Regions from separate parts of the Mus musculus genome. Here region 2 is linked to region 1. Evidence: chromatin contacts called from public Hi-C data. All regions are on one chromosome and are shown on one strand. The core of a region is the stretch at or near the end of the contact, and the rest is flanking DNA. Distances in the headings are between cores, read along the strand shown.

What was found. A called contact is a pair of places that touch in the nucleus more often than the background predicts.
Region 2: a contact with region 1 is called in a Hi-C map of bone marrow-derived macrophages, with 42 read pairs. The contact joins two enhancer-like sites. A contact is called at or near these places in 10 of 484 Hi-C or Micro-C datasets (the C2C12 cell line, the HPC-5 cell line, bone marrow-derived macrophages and 4 more), 3 of 115 datasets of contacts at active chromatin or transcription factors (bone marrow-derived dendritic cells, bone marrow-derived macrophages and embryonic stem cells) and 4 of 9 other capture datasets (adipose tissue, bone marrow-derived macrophages, liver and 1 more).

The regions. Positions count from the first base shown.
Region 1 is chr15:103,392,025-103,396,233 of GRCm38.p6, forward strand. No RefSeq gene overlaps it. Among named protein-coding and RNA genes, the nearest start is that of Gm52195, 17 kb to the right of the region's middle. Within about 2 kb of position 1,762, at least 21 of the 459 cell types and tissues checked have an H3K27ac peak or open chromatin away from gene starts, as enhancers often do. A contact at or near this core is called in bone marrow-derived dendritic cells, bone marrow-derived macrophages and macrophages, where this site is marked.
Region 2 is chr15:103,475,562-103,479,770 of GRCm38.p6, forward strand. Nckap1l (NCK associated protein 1 like) reads left to right here. Exons shown (of 31, transcript NM_153505.4): 17 at 41-173; 18 at 417-536; 19 at 2,717-2,862; 20 at 3,163-3,294. Among named protein-coding and RNA genes, the nearest start is that of Nckap1l, 24 kb to the left of the region's middle. Within about 2 kb of position 1,825, at least 14 of the 459 cell types and tissues checked have an H3K27ac peak or open chromatin away from gene starts, as enhancers often do. A contact at or near this core is called in bone marrow-derived dendritic cells, bone marrow-derived macrophages and macrophages, where this site is marked.

The DNA of each region.
Region 1 (4,209 bases), core at 512-3,011:
AAAAACTAGGCCAAAAGCATCATAAGCCCATCAAATTGCCCAGAGGGGGCTACAGGCCCTAGCAGAAAGAAGCATCATTTCATCATTTCATCTCTGGCCTAGCTAACAGCCTAAATGATGCTTTCAGTGCACTTTTATAACAGACAGGCTTTTCTGATGAGCCTTACTGCCCTTAGAAACTAGTGATGGTTCTTTGAAGAATCACCACCCCACAACTCCAGGGAACAGATTAACAGATTCCAAGTAGGAATATCAGGGAACACGGAGGCTGCTCTGTGATTTAAAATCTGATTCTGATTTGACATATGAGAGGCTACTTCTGCCTCTGCTTCCCTCCTCTCATTTGATGGTCTCAGAGAATGATTTAAGGATGATAGGAAAATCTTATACAGTAACCAAAACCCTAGAATGGATACATAATTAACTTTTTCATTTATCTCTTTTATACAATCTTAGTTATAAATTATTTTCCCAGGTAAATAAAGCCATCAAAATTTTAGTGCTAGGCAAACCTTGGAAGCACTTACTTCTGTCTCTTCATAAAGGAGGTAAATGAGGCACAGAAAGTTTGGCATTTCCAAGGTTCTAACACAGGATCACTAGGTAGCTCTGGCTGCCCTGTGCTATGCACACCAGGCTGACTAGATGCCTCTTGAGTACTGGCTAAAGGTGTGCATCATTACATCCCATGACAGGGCTGTTCTTCGGTCTCTTATTACCACTTCTGTCACTGTTTGCATAACCACCGTTCCTTTAATTCCAACTGCTCACTCAGTCCTCGCAGCACAATTTGTATGGCTTTTTGAAGGGTGGGAACAATGTAGGGGAGAATATGCTAGCATCTGGTACTTATCCCTCTGGGCTTTGAGGAGACAGGGTAGAAGGGAGAGATGAAATGTCAGGGAGAGAAGAGAAGGGAGGAAAGGCAAGGGCTTGGAAACAGGATCAGGGGGAGATGAGAGGGAGATAATACTCATACTTATTTTTTAATTCTTAAAAAATTATTCTAGTCAGGTGGTGATGGTACATGCCTTTAACCCCAGCACTCAGGGCAGAGACTAGTCTGGTCTACAGAGTAAATTCTAGGATAGCCAGAGCTATACAGAGAAACCATGTCTCACCCACCGCACCCCCCCCCCCAAAAGGAAAGAATTTATTATTCTAAGTGTATGGGTATTTTGCATGCATACAATGCATACATGCCTGTGTAAGTCAGGGAGGGCACTGGATCTCCTGGGACTGGAATTAGTCATGCGCAATCACATGGATGCTTGGAGATGAACTTAGGTCCTTTAGAAGAGCAGTCATTGCTTTTAACTGCTGAGCCATTGATTCAGCCCCAAATTCAATTTTCTTTCCAATCTCTCTCTCTCTCTCTCTCTCTCTCTCTCTCTCTCTCTCTCTCTCTCTCTCTCTCTCTCTCTCTATCTGAGATGAGACAGGGTCTATGCAGTTCAGACTGTTCTAGATCTTGCTATCTACATACCAGGCTAGCCTCAAACTCAAGAGATCTACTTGGTTCTGTCTCTGGAGTGCTGTATTAAAGGCATGCACTACCACATTTTACATGCCAGACTTGTATTTAATCTTACAATAGAAAACACTGAAAACCTCACACATCTGAGTGTAAACCCAAGTGCTCAACATACTGAATACCAAGCTTCCTTTTATGTTCATCAGATGACCAGCTCTCAGATGTCTGTATTAGTCATTAACTCTATAAAAAAACATGATCTCAAGAATACTGTGGGGTTTTAGCTATGTTGTCATCTCCTCAAGCTTAGTAATATTCAGGAACCACCAGAGGCTGCAGGCCCTATGGTGGCTTAGTCTGGTGGTGTCCTGAGAATTATTCCTAAGAGGCCTGCAGCTAGCTACTCAGATGACTTCATCAAATACTCTTATGCTTAACATGTCAAGTGTGGTTTCTGTTTTCTTCTAAACTCTGACTGATTTAGGCATTTAGAAGTGAATTCTAGGGGCTGGAGAGATGGCTAAGAAGAGGTGGTTAAGAGCACTGGCTGTTCTTCCAGAGGTCCTGAGTTCAATTCCTAGCAACTGTAACCAACTGTAATGGGATCTGATGCCTTCTTATGGTGTGTATGAAGACGGCTACAGTGTTCTTGTATGCATAAAGAAATTAATCTAAAAAAAAAAAAAAGGAAGTGAGTTCCATAAACTCAACGTTACTAAAGAAAGTATGAGCTAGATGTGGTGGTATGGATCTTTAGTCCTTGCACTTGGGAAGCAGAGGGAGATGGAGCTCTGTGAGATACAGACCAGCTAAGAGCTAGATTAAAAAAAATGAACAGAGAAGAATACAAAGAATGAGGAGACAGCATTTGAGTTGGAATTTGAAGATATTACACCAGGCAGAAAGCAGGCAAAAACAAGACCTGTGGATGGTATGGTCATTAATTTTTATTATTTTATGTATATGAGTAATGACATCTGTACACATGTCTGGCTCCCTAGGACATGGTTAGCCTCCATGTAGGTACTGGGACTCAAACTCAGGTCCTTTGTAACAAGAAGTACTCTTAACCACTGAGCCAACTTCCCCAGCTCCCAACAATGTGGTCATTAAAGAGCACTGTAGGGACAATGAGTTCTCCATGGTTAGATTATGACCAAGGTAGGGCAACTGTAAAATACAGTGGGGGTTAAGAGTACTGGCTTTTGGAGCTGTAGACATGATTATAATTTTGTTTTTTCCACAGTAACCAAGCAACAACTCTCAATCATGTAAATTCTGTAACCCTCATTTTTCTTATTTACCAGTAGGGGATCTAAGAGTACCCACTTTATTCAGATTATATGGGATTAAATGTGATGTACTAGATCTACTAAGTATATTGGAATTTTGTGCAGTTTGCTACATACTAAATGCTCAAAAAGCCTTTGCTGGTAGGCAAAGTAAAAATAAAACAAAAAAAATTTTTTTTCAAGACAGGGTTTTTCTGTGTAGTCCTGGCTGTCCTGGAACTCCCTCTGTAGACCAGGCTGGCCTTGAACGCTAGAGATCTGCCTGTCTCTGTCTCCCAAGTGCCAGATTTAAAGTCATGTGCCACCATCACTAGACTGGAATTAAATTTTTTTCTTCTACCATATGGGTCCTAGAGATCTCTGATTACTTGCCTTTTAAAAAAAAAGATTTATGTTTATTATGTATATGATATGACATAATGCCTGCATGTATGTGTGTACACCATATACATGCTTGGTGTTTGGCCTGAAAGAAGCGTGGATGTGTTAGTTCACACAATCCCAGCATTCAGACTGAGGCAGGAAGACTGACCTTAAATTCCAAGACTACATAGTGAGACTATCTACAACAATACAAAACACAAGGTTACAATAGTAACCTGACAAATCAGGAATAAGCCTGAGATTAGAAATCATGTCTCAGCCAGGCGTGGTGGCTCACGCCTTTAATCCTAGCACTCGGAAGGCAGAGGCAGGGGAATTTCTGAGTTTGAGGCCAGCCTGGTCTACAAAGTGAGTTCCAGGACAGCCAGGGCTATACAGAGAAACCCTGTCTCGAAAAACCAAAAAAGAAAAAAAAAAAAAAAAAAGAAATCATGTCTCAGCTGTGGTGTTAGGTGGATATTGGTATTTTCTATGCCAATACTACTAGGAATAGATTAGAAGAGCCAGGGCTTCTCTTGACTTGGGGATTAGTGAAGCAGACAGAGGTACAAGGGGGGTCATGGGAATTAAGGAGTAACTGATAATGGAATTCAAGCAGACAGATATGGAAATGAGCTCAAACAGAAACAGTTTGAGAGAGAAATTGAGTGCACAGAATCAAAAATTAAGGAAGCTGGATGCAGTTAGCAACCAAAAATATGAAGTTCTGATCATAACTTACTATTAAGAAACTGTTATAGTCTTAGCAAAGATTAAATTTCAGGAATTTTTCACCTAGGTGACATTTGCCTGCAGCAAATATTTAACATTTTAAATACACAACTGTAGTACATACCCATGAAACATAATAAATACTGAAAAGGGCTGGGGACACAGTATACTCAAGCTCTGGCCTTAAGAAAACATCAAAACCCTAAGAAACTCCCCACTGGAATTTATCAAGTAGATAGTGATAATAACCATCTGTGTTTGTCTTAATCCCATCAACCTGGATTTTTAGAGAGAACCCACTATCCAGACCTGCTTATCATTCTCTCTGCAATGTTTCACATTGCATAT
Region 2 (4,209 bases), core at 575-3,074, 84 kb after region 1:
TATAAAAACCCTGGTTTTCAGTCTTCTTCTTTCTCTACAGCTTTCATCTCCGTACCTTTGAGAAGATGTTTGCTACGACCCTGGAGGAACCAACCATGCTTCGCTACACCATTGCCTTCCCCCTGATTTGTGCTCATTTTGTCCACTGCGTTCATGAAATGTGCCCAGAGGAGGTTGACACCTTGATTTTCAAGCTTTAATGCATCTCCAGCCCTGTCTCTTCCCTGTTTCTCAAAATATAGTTCTAGGGGTTGGTTTTGATCCTTGGAAGGGAACAGGAATAAGTCCCAAACATCTCTATTTGATATAGAATTTATCCTCTCTTTAGAGGAGGGTGGCTCAGGCAAGGAGCAAGAGCAGTATGGGGAGGGGATGTGTCCTCCATATGATGTGTTTATTCCCGGTCCTCTCCATAGTACCCTCACCTGAAGAACCATGGTCTTCACCACTGCAACTCCTTCCTGGAAGATCTGGCCAAGCAGACCAGCAACTGTGTGCTTGAGATATGTGCGGAACAGCGGAACCTGAATGAACAGGTATCCCCTCATCCTGGTTCAGTCTCCTTTCTTACCTTCAGTGCCTTTTCCTCGGGCCACTCTTGTTTCTCTCTCACAGGTCAGATAGATTCTCCATTTCTTGAGTAGGGCTAGGGCTTTTGTGAACTTGGTTTAGGCTAGAATTCCTCTATCAGTATAGTCACTTCAAATAATCTCTTGGGATTAGAATCACAACACATAACCTTTTGACATTGTGACCTGAGGTAGTCTTCTACAAAGTTCATACTGGAGAACTCCACAACTGAGTTACAAAATGGGGCGCGCACACATACACACACACACCCACACACCACACCACACACATGTCTTAATGTTTGTGATTTTGTTTTATCCTTGGTTGCACATGATCTGTTGTGGTAGGTTGGATACACTCAGTGGATAGAAATACCTGAAAACACTTTTACTTGAGCAGATAAACTCCATTAAAATCTGTGCTCCATTTGGAGAGTTTTGGGAGATGAACTTTGTCTTCTTTGCATGGTGCTCACATACTTTCAACAATGGTCCCAGGTCTCTATCTTGTCTAGTTTTTCTGTTTATCAGCATCCCAGTCTACAACTAACTGAACTTTTCAAGCACTCTAGTGCTAGTTACTTTCTTGTCTTCTGGGTTGTTGGATTTTTATTTTTTTTATTTTATTTTTGTCTTTCTCCCTTTACTGACTCATAGCACCTGGTCATGATTAGATCAGCCTACATTTCAGAAAATCAGGAATAAGAAGTTAGTTTTGTTTTTGTCTATGGAGCCTTGAATTTCCCAGACTACCCACCCTTCCTGGATTTGAGTCAGAATAGTAGCAACTTTTGTAGGAGAGGAAGTAAGCTATGAGTGTGTGTGTCTGTACATGTGTAATATGTCTAACTTTGTGAGTACAGATAAACAGTTATTGTATCATGCAGCTTTTTCATTTTCTTATGTGTCAAGTAAGGATGAATAACATTTTTCACAGAGTTGCAATGAGGATTAAATGAAATAGAGTACACTAAATATTTTGTATATACAGTAGCCAATAAATGTTAGCACTTGTATTGTGTGAAGCTTGATGGACACTAATCTCTTAGGCTAATAGTTTGGAGTGAAGATCAAGAAGGAAGGTACATGATCTCTGTCTTTGGGAATGTCCCAGTGTAGGTAAGGGAAATACAAATACGTGATTAAAAGAATGTAAGTAATTGATGCACAGAAGATACACAAGTGAGGATACTTACAGTTGTATTCATCATACTCTACAAATATCTACTACATGTATAGTAGGCAGGCTTACTCAGTGCTGTGTCAGGAATGACTAAGCCTTGGTGAATAATTATTTGTGCACAGAACTGTTGTAAGCAAGTGAGTATTGGCCCTTCAGAGTTAACATTTTGAGTAAATAATTATTGATGCTATTACTATTAAGGTTATATATTTGGATACTGGTTTTTTAACCAACCACAAATACTTTTGTATTAAAGTATCTTTGTCTACCATGGTGGATTTTATTTTATTTTTTGAATTTTTTGAATCTACTGAGTTTGTATTTAAGAATAGGAAGTGTGATTACAAAATGAATTTTCCTGCGTGGCTCATCCAAAGTGATTCCCTAAGGCAATTTGAGTATCAAGTGATAGTTTGTATTTTCTGTAGGGCTACACAGAGAAAGGAGAAATGGAGGATTGATGTTTGAGCTAGCTAGCAAAAAATATACATATACACATATTTAAGAAAAAGAAGAAACAAGGAAAGGATACTGAACATGTAAACTTTGAGAACTGGGAGAGCCATGATAGATAGACTGGGCAGTAGACAGAACAATAAGGGGTATAGCTGGTGAGATGATAGGTTTATCTAGCAAAAAGTATTGTTTCCCCACTTTGGGACCCTACAAAATAAGGTAAGTGGAGTTTTGGCTCTGACTGTTTTCCCTTAAATTTTTCTGTTAGGAAAGACCTCAGATGTGGGTAGGGGAGCAGTGCTTTCATCCTTGAGAGACACTGGCATCTCAGGGTTTGAGGATGTACACAGGGAAATATTTATGAACACACAGGAAGAGGCGAACACATTCTAAAAAACTCCCCACTAGAGAAAGAGAAGCTAGGTGGGTGGGGAAAGGAGCAGATGACGATGATTCTCAGCTGTTAGCAATGACTTTTGCTTATTTCCCCACCATGTCTGTTTCAAAGCTTCTACCTAAGCACTGTGCCACCACCATCAGCAAAGCCAAGAATAAGAAGTCCATGAAGCAGAGGCAGGCTCCCAGGAAAGGAGAGCCTGAGAGGGACAAGCCAGGAGCAGAGAGTCATCGGAAGAACCGCAGCCTTGTCACTAAGTGAGGGTCTGGCTCCTGAGGGCCAAATGGCGCTGTATTAACGGAGGGAGAAAAGGGAAAGAAGGAATGTGATTGGGTGTGTGTGGGGTGGAAGTAGGGGAGGTGGTGTGAGTTGATAGATAAAAAAAAGCACCCAGGTGAGTTTCCTACTTTGCTTTTGAAGAACATTAGTGTGTACCATTCTAGGCTGAGTGTTTCTCAAGAGTGGCAGAGCTCCAAACACAGCCTGGTATTTCCTTCCCAGAAGCCAATGGACAGCACCAGACCAGCACCATAATCAAATTCTCTTTTTCCTTTCAGCATGGACAAACTACATCTAAACTTGACTGAATTGGCACTGGCAATGAATCATGTGCACAGTTTCTCTGTGTTTGAACACACCATCTTCCCATCTGAGTATCTCAGCAGTCACCTGGAGGCCAGGCTTAACAGGTAGCATTCTCTGGCCCATGTTTGTATTCTGTGGCAGTCTTCAGTATGGCTCTGTTAGATCCATCCTGGTGGTCATGTCACAGGCTAGATAGAGACTCTGATACAGTCTGGTTCCTCTGTGGGAAAGAAAAAAAAGAGCCCTACTTCTGTAGATTTTGGTGAGCAGCTGGTCTATCCCCCTTGTTTAGTAGAGTGAGCAGAGAGGTCAGCAGTTGGGACATAAAGGCTAGAATGTCAGGGGCTTTTGGTTGTCCTTGGTTACCTAGAGAATTCTAGGCCAGCCTGACTACACAAGACCTTAAAAAAGGGAGCAGGGGGAAAGAGTGCAGAGTCAGTTCATCCTGCAGCACTGTGCCCACATCCTAGCCATTAGCTATAACAATGGAGCAGATTATCTAACTTATCTGTGTCAGTTTCCTTCCTACTCAGTCCAGGATAATGATATTTACCTTGTAGATCATGGAGAATGACCTGAAATTGAGGGTTAGTAGACAAATACAGATTACTATGAGTGCAAAGTTCCTGCCATATAATAAGCCTTAGTTAAATAAATTCCCTTCCTGTACTTTGCCCCTCATTCCATTGTTTTCTGAAGAAGGAAGGATACTACTTATGTCTGAGGCACTGTAGTTAGGGGATCGAGAGGAATGATTATGACTAATTCATTGTCCTTTTGTCTTTGAATATGAGCAATTAATTTAACAAGTATTTATTGAACACCTACTATGTGTCAGGACCATTCTAGAGGCTGTTGATAAAGTAGCATACAAAACATAGCCTGGACCCATGAAGTTTATCTTATAGAAGGAGAAACAGATTAACAAAATAAGCGAGTAGCATACATGTCAGGTTAGTGATAAATGCTAAACAGAAAGACATAGCAGGGAAGGGAGATGTCATAGGAAGTCTGTGTAT